2 separate regions of the Gossypium hirsutum genome follow, and region 1 is linked to region 2. The links are chromatin contacts, called in public Hi-C maps. All regions are on one chromosome and are shown on one strand. The core of a region is the stretch at or near the end of the contact, and the rest is flanking DNA. Distances in the headings are between cores, read along the strand shown.

Region 1 (6,180 bases), core at 703-3,202, 340 kb before region 2:
ATGCTGTCTTGCAAGCACATGAAAGAGCATTTATAATGTGCTCGAACATAACATGTGACCCTTGGAATTCTAGAAAGACATCAAGTACTCTATCCAAACTCAACCAATCATGTGGTGCCCGTACTCCAAATACCCCCATAAAGAACAACAAGAGGGGGCCCCACCCAATGTACTCGGCACCTTGACAATCTGCTTCAACTACAGAGAAAAATTCTTCACATATCCCATGAGAAACTGGATAAAATAATTCTTCAAGTGATACAAACCTCTTCAGTCTCCTTAATCTTTCAACTGAAGAATGCTCAGCTCGCTCGACAGATTGCATATCCAATAACCTGGATAGGCAGTCCAGCAATTGCTTCACAAAAGAGCTAGAAGAGGGAGGTGCTTGAAGAGGATGGTAGCCATCAATAGGGTATTTAAAGGGGCGGGCACCAAAATTCAATTCACATCGTTCACCCTGAGAAAGAGAAACTGCAGGATGGTATCCAAATCCAGGTCCCATTTTCCGAATGCCAGAGAATGCCACACCAAGAGAAACACCATTCCTATAGAATGAAATCTCATCATGAGCCAAGTCTATACAGCATCCAATGACATCACCTGCCACCCAAGGCTGACCATATGGCTCTGCTTCCTTGTTCCATTTGCGAACTCTTCTGCCATCAAATGCATATGAATCATCAGCATCACCTACACCTTTATGGTCAGTGAATGGACAGGAAATAGTAGCCCATCCGAGTTGTTGTATACCAGAAGTCTCCAAAATTACTTCATACATCCATTTCCCTTTCCAAACATAGGCATTAGCCCTGGCACTACTGAACACCGCTAAGCTCTCTAAAAGCAACGGTGGCTTAACAATTCTAATTTCACCACAAATACTGAATTTTTCAAGACCGATGACACCAGGTCCAGAGCCATTATCTGAAATACAAACCCCATCCCTGTTACTAACCAGAGAATCAGAATCTGAATACAAGTAGTTCTTTATGATTGAACGAACTAGACTGCTGTCGACAGGACCGCTCAATGGACCAATTGATTTATTGGGAAGACCAAATACATATTCAAGAGCTCGCTCCACAGACTGCTGACCAAATTCATCAGAATATGATACAAGGCGCGGTTTCGATGGATTTTCCTTCCCATCCCCACTATTCAATATAACAGCCAAACCAGAAGAAAGCCCACCAATCCGGAGGCTATCTTCTGCCATTCCCAATAACAAGAAACTTATACGCCAAATTTAGCTCAACATCCGAAACCCTTGCCCAGCCTATATTCGATTATATTCTTTAAACGCGCATAAATTTCATGAGCCTTGTCACAATTTCCCACCCCGAGACTGCAAAATTTGTAACTCAATTTCAATCAAATGCATATATAACCCCAAAAAAACTATCAGAGAATGATATCTTCTATTGAAGAAATTAACAAGAAGAACACAAATGAAACCGAAACTAGATTAAGCTCACACAATCCTAAAGAAAACATATATTCCAATTCCTAAAATAATGAAACCGAAACTAGATTAAGCTCACACAATCCTAAAAAAAAAAAAACAGATATTCCCAATTCCTAAAATTCTCTTTTCCCTTCTGTCTTTTCTCTCGAAATTGAACAAAATAGCATCCCCACAAATTGAAATTCGAAAAAATTGAAAAGCATAGGAACTTACATGCGCGCGTATTAAGTTTCAATCACCACTAGAAATTGCAAAGGCGGCTGTCACAAGCTAGGGTTTTTCATGCCATTTAGAGATTGTAAAAGAAAAAAAGAAAAAAAAAGGAAGAAATATAATATAATTTGAATTTTTAGAGAGAGATAAAAGAGTGAAAATCAAACAGCGTTTATGTTTTTCCTTTTTTTTTATTTTTTTTATTTTGCATTTTCCAATGAAAGAGAAGGAAGAAGAAACGGAAAGTGTGGACTTTTCATTTCCTTGGCCGTGAGAATTTTAGTTTTATAAATATTATTTATTTATATTATTATTTATTGCCCAAAGAGTTCGGAGAAAAGTGAAACGGGTCGAACCAGGGGGCTGCACCCATGAAAGATGAGTCGAGGCTGCCCATGGTTCGCGTGGCCGACACGTTGCATTATTATTAGCGGTTCCTGACGTGGCCGCCTATGCTATCCTGCGCCCCCCTCTTTGAGTTGCTTCCTGTTTTATGTAATTCGGTCAACGGATTGGAGATAAACTTGCCTACACTTACTCACACACACTGCCACATTCACTATTTTTCTTCTCGATAATTTTTGTTTTCATTTATAATTTAGAATATTTAAGATATCAAATTTTATTATTACCTATATCTATAATTCTGTTTTTACCCCTTCAGTAATTATTTATATAATTAATCTTTTAATCATTTAATTATTTAATTTATCAATATAATTATACTTGTCATATATATAAATTTTGTAATCAATCTGATATCTTTATTATATTGATCTAAAATATTCTATACATTAATATATCGTTAACGGATGATTTTTTTACATAAAACAAACCATTAGGAATTTTAAAGTTACATCAAATTCAATATGCATGTTCTACATGAACAAACCATAAAATATAACATTTGGATCGTTAAAATATTAATCATATAAATAGTTATAGAAGTGTGTAAAATTATTTTAATTTTTACACTGCATAAGTGGATTTATTTCCCATAATATATATAAGTACAAATCTAGAGAAACTTTTGAAGAATACTATTTTTTTTCATCGTATTACTAAATTAATTTTAAAAATAATTATAATTTAGATTTAGATTTTAGTTTAAAAATTGTTCTAATTTAAAAATTAATAATATTTGGTAGACTGCCATAGAGTTTCTAAGCTTAAAAGATTGACAAGTGTCGTATAAGAGTATAATAAATTATTAAAAAAATAAATAGTTTAAAAAAAAGAGACACATTGACAAATTTTTAAGACGCTTGTGAAATTAAAAAAAAAGGTATATTGCTAGTAGGGATGGCAACAAGGTAAGGCAAGGCAAATTTTAGTCTGACTCAATCCTAACCCAAAACTTGATTAATATGCCCCAGCACTAACTTGACCCCACTCTTAAGAAAAAAATTTACCTTGAACTTGAATCTAAAATTTAATAGAAGACTCGATTTCACCTCACCTCAACGTGAATTTAATTTAATTGTTCTATTTGTTATTTTGTAGCAAATAGGATTGCATTTAAAAAAAATTTGAAACAAATAAGATTGATTTTTTTTAGTATAGACTTAAAACTTAATATATCAATTTTTTTTATATATTTATTGAAAGAAAAACTCAATATATGTATACATATTAGGAGTATTTTTATAAATATCCGAGACGAACAAGACGGATTTATCTCAAATTTAACTTCGACCAGACTATTTTTCTAATTTTACATGACTTAACTCATCCCAAATCTGAATTTTCAAAAAAATCGAACCATAATGAATCGAGTTGAGTCGAAACCCATTGAATTCGAGTTTTTTTCATCCTCATCTATCAGGATACCAAATAGTAACTCATTTAAAGTTATAGTAATTACTCAGATATAGCATAATTATGATATGTTAAAGTAGAGGATCTGATTGTAAATAACTTTTTGAAGGTGTCCTTATCAATCGTTTTAAAGGGTAGCATACGATTAGTCCCCAGGGTAGGCAAAATCGAATTTGAACACACCAAGCAAGTAGAAGTAATTGAATAGTGAAAAAAAACATTGCTCCGAGTAAACGCTACAGTAGAAGTGTGAAAGAGAAAAAAGGTCGGAAAGATGCGCACTTTGGAAAAGACAGGAAAGAGGGCGCTTTTATTCGACGCCATTCATAGTGACGAACTCCACACCATGGATCCTTGCACCGCTACACCAGTGTTTGTCCCCTTACAGTTTTTTTTTTTTCCTTTTCTAATCTATTTTGTATTTTTATTGGGTTGATGTAATCGTTACTAATTTAATATAAAAATTATTCAAAATTTTATTTTCTAAAGTAATAAAAATGTAATGTTAAATTTAGTGGCTAATATTTATATCTTTTATTAATTTAATTTAATTTTTTAATTAAATTTATCCTTCAATTTTTTAAAAATAATTAAATTTGACCACTAATTTTTTTATAGAACTATTATCTAAAGTGTTACATTTTTAAACATAACAATTTACATAATAATTCACGTGTGTTTTATTTTATTATTTTTAAATTTTTATAATTTTTTATAATACTTTTTTAATTTATTTTTTATTTATCTAATTTTTTGCGTGACATGTTGACATAAAAGTGCATGTGCCATGCTACATAAGTTGCCACATTGGTGTAATAACACAAAGAAAAGTTTATTTGTTACGTATGTAATACAACAGTTAAACATAAAATAAAAAATAATTAATTTAAATTTAAATTTGAAATTAGAAATAAGAATAAAAATTCATATAAACAAATAAGACATCTTCAAAATAAGTAAAAAAAAATTATCTCCTTCCTAAAATAAAAGTGTAAAAAAAAATTATCTCCTTCCTAAAATAAAAGTCAGGAGAGTGGTGAAATATCACATTGAATTAGTTTATTGTTAACCCATACAATAAAACATGCGTAAAAAAATAATACTCCTACCAAATGTAGCATTAATGTTAATATAACATATTATAAAAATGTTAATAGCCATATTTAGCTTTAAAAAATAATAATGACCAAATTTACAGAAAAATGTAATTTAAACATTGCTATGAGGGTATATTTTTCGTTTTAAATCATGTAAAATTTTTAAAAAAATAATAATAAACGAGATTTAAACCCAAAACACTATAATTTTTATTATCTTCATTTTACCAATCCAACTAAAGCCTCTTTTACTTAGAGCATTAACTTTTAATAAATATACTTGATACAGAAATATATTTCACCAATATTATGGAATAATTTAATAATATTTTATAATCATATAGCAGCGTTGATCCTTTAATAAACTTGAAAATATATATTATTATGTATCTATATTTATTTTTTAGTTTACTTTTTATTTTTAATTATATGCTTGTAGTTTAATTTATAAATTTCAATAAATACTATACATGTATAAATATACCTCAATAATACATAAATTTTAATAAATTCTACCGAATAATCAAACAAATTACAATTCTTAACCCTAAATTAAACTTCTCTTTGAAATTTTCCACAATCATAAAATTTTATTTCTTGGATTTTTGTATGTCAAACCCAAATTAGCTCTCACATTGAGTTTGAATGAGAGGTTTAATAATTTAATTTTCGATCACTATGAAATCCTTCAAATTTTGCTTCAGAATTTTTTGAGTTCATCTAATGTGAAGTTTTTGAAAAAAAAATTTAAGATCAAAATTATGAAATTAGAGTTATTCTCTTTTTATTAATCGTGGTTTAGGTTTTTAGTTTAATTAATTAATTTATTTCATCATGTTATATTATTCATGTGTAAATGATAATTTGGAAAAAAAACAATTCATGTGTTGAACTACATTGGTTGGTTTAACATTCATTAATAATCTAAACTCTAGGTACCATAATAATACACATATTGACAATTCAAGTTTCACATTGGATATTTTTAAAGTACGTGTATAGCTTTTTTACACCAATATTATAAAAATATATATTAAATTCGAAAATTGGTTAGATGTTTGATCATATATGAAAATGGTATAGATGGGGTGGTGGATCCACCACCCTAAAGCTGCCAGTTTCAATTTTTGTCATTTGAAAAAATATATATAATTTAATAGGTGGTGCCATGTTGATAGGCGGCCATACGACCCGCATACGATCCGTTTTTAACCCATTTTAACCCCGTACCACAGCCCGAGGAGTGTCTGGTGAAGCTTGTCTGGCAAGTGGCACCAACAGTGGTTGTGCCTACCTGACAGGTGGTACCGGTCTAGCATGGATGGGACGACTCTGCTCTGCTGCGACTGCCGATGGGATGAGACCCTTAAGGGTCTCATGAAAGGGGTTGTCAAATGTTGTTTTGGGACCTTATAATGGTCCCAAAGTGAAAAGAAAATAAACCAGAGAAGAAGAGAACGAAGGGAAAAAAAAAGAGAGAATGAGGGAAGAAAGAGTAGCAGAATAGAGAAGAGAAGAAGGAAAAAAAATAGATGATTTGTAGTGGAGTTGAAAATATAAGAGAAGAAAAGTAAAGAAAAGTTT
Region 2 (6,154 bases), core at 444-2,943:
GACCTACACCAATCGAAAGTTCACATTTTTCTTCTTTTCTATAGTTCAGATATTTTTCATAAAATAACTTTAAATTTCACGAATCTACAACCTAAAATTCTAACAACTTTATTCTCTGACCTCCAACATTGACCATTAAATTAAGTTAAGGTATATTGAATAACTTACTGATGATTACTGATCTATCATACTGATCGTCAAATTATCTATTGGATCACATAACCAAACTTTTAACAACCGAGCTTTTCTATATTAAGTGACCAAAAAGTAAAAAGTGACCAAAAAAGTAAATTTAGTAATAGCTTAATGACAGTTTACCCATAATTTCCCCCTCTGATAAGTCGAGAGTTGGTAGAGGTTGAGTAAAAAAGAAGAATTACAAGGCATTAAAACCCATCCCAATATCTTTTTTGGGTCAATTTTTCAATGCCGTGTAAAATTACGCCACCATTGTTAAACTTTGATTTTTCAACCTCCATGGTGGACGATTATCTTATTACAAGAGGAAATTATGGGGTAAATTCTATCGAAGGTCACTAAACTATTAGCATATTTACATTTTGGTCACTTAACATTCCAAACATTACAAAATGATCTTGGGCACTCCCTTTCAATGATTCAATCTCATGTTTCAAGAAGCAAAATCACAGACAATTTTCTAATATGATAACCAAAACAAGAAGAAGAAAAACTCTGTAATAGGACATGGAAAGATGGAAAGAAAGAACTCCATATATAAGGCTACAGAAAGGAGAAAGATGAAGAACAGACTTCCACTCACATTTTGAACAAATTGTGCACAAATGTAAATATAACATATGGGGATGACAGATATTACTGAAGTAATTTATTCATTTCAGACTGCTAAGATATGTTTCACAAACTGCTAGTCATGAAATCAGCTCCAGAAACACCATACCATACCTAACAAACATATATTGTTAAACATCCTGCTAGGACTGCTAGGCTTGAATAACTTTTCCTGTTGCGTCTGTTGGTTGTTCTGGTTCCAGAAAATACCAGCACTCCTTGCCAAATAACAGGATTTTTCTCTGAACTTGTGCTGTTGCGCCTGTAGGTTGGTCTGGTTCCAGACTAGACCAGCACTCCCTGCCTAATAACTTGATTTTTCTCTGAACTTCGATCTTATACGAAGCTTCTGCTTCAACATCCTTATAGAGTGTGATCAAATCTCCCTGGTGAACTCCTTTATTGAGGACAAATTGACGCCAACCACTGGATAAAACAGGCTTCTTGTAGGCACCGTCGTTACGAACATAGCAACGAAAAGTCCATGTGCTTCCGTTTTCATCTTTAACTTCAAAAGATTTGGAGCAATTACCATTTTCAAGCTCGAAATGCTTCAGTGAATTGTTGGGAACCGCCAATCTTTTCTCTACATCGGTGTTCGTTAGAACTTTCGTGAACAAGATCTTCATATTGGGGGCAAAAATGGTGGACAAAGAGGAGCTAACCAAAAGAAAGCTGTGCAATACTCCCAACCTGAATTTCTTTTTCTGGAAGGACGAACAGAGAAGATGAAGATGAAGATGAAGATCGCGAGCGATCGCGCGATAATTTTCACAAGGCAGTGCGATTAATGTCAAATTTCAAGGACTAGGTCCCACTGATGTTGGAAAAAATCGTCTAGCCCTTCACCATACCCCTTTTTGTGCTCCCAACTATAAGTTTTTGACACGTGTTTAAGGTTCTAGAACTCTGCTGTTAAAAGTAAAAAAAATTGTTAGGATATCTAAACGTACCAGAACTTTTTTTGGAACCTATCTGGTTCCTGAATTTAGCAAACCGTAAGTCAATTTGGTATATTTTTAGGTGCCCGATTAACACTATTTAAATACCTTGATGTGGCACTGATGAATAATAATACGATGACACGTGGTAAAAATTTAAAATAAAATATTTATAATTTTTTTGCCATGTGCCAAAATGTAAAACTATCACGTGTCACCATGTTATTGGTCGTCAATACCACATCAACACCACATTACTATATTTTAATCACATTATTTAGGTACTTAAAAAAATATCAAGTTAGCTTATGGTTTTCAAATTTAGGTACCAAATAGGCATAAATTACAAAGTTCAAGTATCTTTATATATATTAACGACTTAAACACGTGTCAAAATTTTATAGGTGATAGCACAAAAAGGGGCATAGGGAAGAGGCAGAGGATTTTTGCTCAATATAAAGAATTTCAAAGACTTCTTCAAATCGTTTACAGCTACCCCTTCTCGGAAAATTCCCATGCCCCCAAACAATTAGCTTTTTCATTTTTTTATATATAATTTACAAAAACTTTATTTTAAATATTTTTTATTATTTATAAGGTATATCATATTTATAAATAATAATTTAAATTTTCCTAAAATATTTAATTAAATAAACTTACTTAATAAAAAAATCTATCACACTTATAAATTAAAACTCTAATTATATTAAAAAGCTTTTATTAAATAAATTTATATAATAATAAATAAAAATAAATTTATTCAAGTGGATAAAATTAAAAATAAATTGATTCATTTAAATCTTGGATAAAATTGTAACTAATTTTCAAATTATATATTAACTAAAAAATATTAAATTTAATATAATATAAAAATAACATATATTATAATAATGAAAAATTAATTCAAGTGGTTAAAAGCTTTAGGTTGGCATTTAAATTTTAAGATCTAAGGTTTAAGTTCCGGCAATAATATCTCCTTCCCTAATTTGTAATGTATCAAAAATTATATAGATTTTTTAATTCATAGAATAGGAAAATTAATAAAATATAAAAATATAGATAAAAACATTCAAAAAATAAAAATAAAAAACAATTATAATAAATAAAAAGTTAACCCAAATCATTATTTTGTTTTGAACAATCATATTATACATTCTGATCATATATGATTTTCTTGACATAATACCTAGAACTACTAATAGTCCCTTTCCAACTCATAAATAGGAGGATAATATGCTTCAGCACACTCGAACCCATGCCCTCATACATTAGCAACAATACTCATACAGATCTAAAACTCAATCGGCCCATCATAATTTTTTTATTTGAAAGAAAAAATGAACACTTTTATTTTATACATGCCACATATACTGTAACAGCCAGATTTTGGTTCTAGTCGGAACAGTGGTTTCGGGACCACAAATCCGACGAGGAAAAATGTAATGGCCTGAATTTTCAAAGGTGTCAGAACGGTGATTCGAGATCACTAAATTTGACAAATGAGTAGAAAATATTATTAATTTAGTGAGTATAAGTTAAATGTGAAGTTAGGAAAAATTTTTAAATAGTGAATAGTGCACTAGAAATAAATATTAAAATAATTAGAATCGAAAACGAGGTATTGAGACATCGGAGATTTTAAACCGAGCCAAATCATTCATATATTTCTAGTGCACTATTCACTATTTAAAAATTTTTCCTAACTTCACATTTAACTTATACTCACTAAATTAATAATATTTTCTACTCATTTGTCAAATTTAGTGATCTCGAATCACCGTTCTGACACCTTTGAAAATTCAGGCCATTACATTTTTCCTCGTCGGATTTGTGGTCCCGAAACCACTGTTCCGACTAGAACCAAAATCGGGCTGTTACATATACCTTATGATAGTGTGATGCTTTTGATCTGCTCTAATATTGTATTTTCTTATAGATTCAAGATGTCAATTAAGTCGAACCAGGCTGTAGCTAACGAAGCTGAAAGTAATATTCAAGCTTCGAACCCTGAAGCAAGTAATAGTGCATCGATCCCATAGTCCTATCCCTAATAAATAATGAAAAAGAATAGTAAAAGGGAAGTAGGGTCAAATCCTCATGGACTGGACTTGCAAAATATCTTGTTCTATGAAATCCCAGGCAGAATCTTGCCCAAGAAAACATGCGTGCCTGAAAAAATAAAATAAAAAAATAGTAGAATTAAATGTTTGGATTTGAAAATGAAAAATAAAATAAAAAAATTTAAGAATATTGAATCGAAAATTAGAGAAATTAAAAATAGAGTTAAGAGAAAGGAATTTTTATGGGAGATTCCAACCTCTAGTTGTCTCGTTCCGCCTTATTAGAGAATAGGATTTGTTAGTTAGTTAGTGAGTCTGGTAAGGTTGTTGCTCAATTCAGAGCAGTCACTAAAGTCTATAAATACTATACATTAAGAATTCAGAAGCAAGAAAGTTTGAATAAACAAACAAGAAGTTTATTCTATTATTTTCTTCATTTCACTCTCTGTTTGGATAGATATTTCTTCCTTTTTATCTATTTCTTTCATGGTATCATTCGCCAATTGATTCTAGACATTGCTTCTCATGGCTTCCGCTGATTCCGTATCTGGTGAACCTAGCTTTGGTGTGTTTACTGCCGATCGAGTCACAACCGTCCTTCCTCGACATGAAGTGGTCAAACTCGATGAAGGTACTTACCTTCAATGGCGTAAACAGGTAAAACTGATTGTTAATGGCTATGGACTCACAGGTTTCTTAGATGGCACTGTTGCTTCGCCATCAAGATTCGTTATTCTACCCGATGGTTCTCGTGCTCTAAATTCGGCGGCTCCGGTGTTTACACAGCAAGATCAGCTGCTGATGTCCTGGCTTTTGTCTACTGTAACTTCCTCTTATCAATCCTCCTTTGATTATGCTTGCACGGCGTGCGACATATGGAGTATGGCCGTTAATCTTTTTGCAGCTGATATGGGCGCCAAGCAGTCGAAGATTCGGCATGAACTTCACTCGTTGAAGAAAGGTAATCTTTCTATTAAGGCGTAAGTTGCTCGGATTAAAGATTTGTGTGCTATGTTAGATGTTTCCGGCTCTCGTATCTTTGATGAAGAGAAGATCGAAGTGGTGCTGGCGGGTTTGCCGTCAGACTTTGAGGCGGTTATCTCCTCTGCTCGGTTGTCGTCTGGAGTTTTACCGTTACAACATTTGGTGGATGTGTTGGTCGATTGTGAGAGTCGTCAAGATCGAGTGTTGCAGGACGTAAGTTTGAATGCGAATCTTGTTGAGGATGCACCGTCGGTTGAAGGAGTCAGTCGTGGAGGCCGTACGTCTGTTCGTGGCCATGGCAGAACTTTTCGATCTCGCATTCAATGCCAGATCTGCAGTTGATTCAGTCATGTGGCTCAGAAGTACTACTATCGTTATCATAGAGACTCGAATGACTCATCTGTGATGCCGTCGGTCTCTCATCAAGGGGCTCCGTCGGGTGTTGAGAGGGCTAATTTTAGACTGTGTGCTCAAGAAGAAGAAGAACAGTGTGTGGCCCATTATCACAAAAGTCAGAGAACAATTTATGGTCAAGGGAACTATGTGAGTCAAAATCGAAATGGTGGTCAAAATTGGAGTAATGGCATGCAAAGTCAAAACCGAAATGGTGGTCAAAATTGGAGTGCTAGCATGCAAAGTGAGAAATTGGCACGTGGGCCACAGGTGTCATATGCAAATGACTATGGCCGACCATATGGAAATACCTTTCAACCCAATTTGCGTCAGTTTGGTAATGATGATGGGCCTGGTTTTAATAGCAATGGTTTTAATCGAAATGCGCCACTGGACTTTGTTGATGGGAATGGAAGACGTGTGTTGCAATGGCCGCATGTGGCAAATTCCTCACATGGGTCGAATGTTGAACCAAATGCAAATGGGGTTCCGTCTTCTAATTTTGTTCAAGTTTATCAGAGTGATCCCGGTTCGCTTGAACTGATTGGTGTCGATCGGGGTCTGCGATTTACCAAACCGCGTGCTCAGGTTTATACTAGGTTCGACCCCTGTATCGGGTTTCCTCAGCTAGGAGACTTACATGCATCTGATTATTCTGGTTCTTCAGTGTTCGGCTCTCATGTAAACACTGCTCAACTTAGATCTGGTACTGGTAATGATGATCCGTACATTCCAATGCGTGGTGGCACCATATCTTGGTATCCTGACTTGGGAGCGAGTCATCATGTCTGTCGTGATGTGTCAGCTTTATGTGATGTCACGCCATTTTCAGGTACGTCATCTCTTTTAATGGGCGATGGTACTCCTGCGGTAATTTCGTAAATTGGTACTACTATTTTATCTACTCAGTATAAATCGTTACGATTATCAAATGTTTTATGTGTGCCGAGTATATGGAAAAACCTC

The links. A called contact is a pair of places that touch in the nucleus more often than the background predicts.
Region 1: a contact with region 2 is called in a Hi-C map of leaf, with 2.0 times the contacts expected there. The contact joins the promoter of LOC107914376 here to the enhancer-like site in region 2. A contact is called at or near these places in 2 of 34 Hi-C or Micro-C datasets (both in leaf).

The regions. Positions count from the first base shown.
Region 1 is chrD10:14,567,471-14,573,650 of Gossypium_hirsutum_v2.1, reverse strand. It overlaps LOC107914376 (E3 ubiquitin-protein ligase RKP), which reads right to left and starts at 1,952. Exons shown (of 11, transcript XM_016843278.2): 1 at 1,682-1,952; 2 at 1-1,348. The coding sequence starts at 1,219.
Region 2 is chrD10:14,228,745-14,234,898 of Gossypium_hirsutum_v2.1, reverse strand. No RefSeq gene overlaps it. Among protein-coding and RNA genes, the nearest start is that of LOC107914369, 12 kb to the right of the region's middle. Within about 2 kb of position 1,693, at least 9 of the 9 cell types and tissues checked have an H3K27ac peak or open chromatin away from gene starts, as enhancers often do. A contact at or near this core is called in leaf, where this site is marked.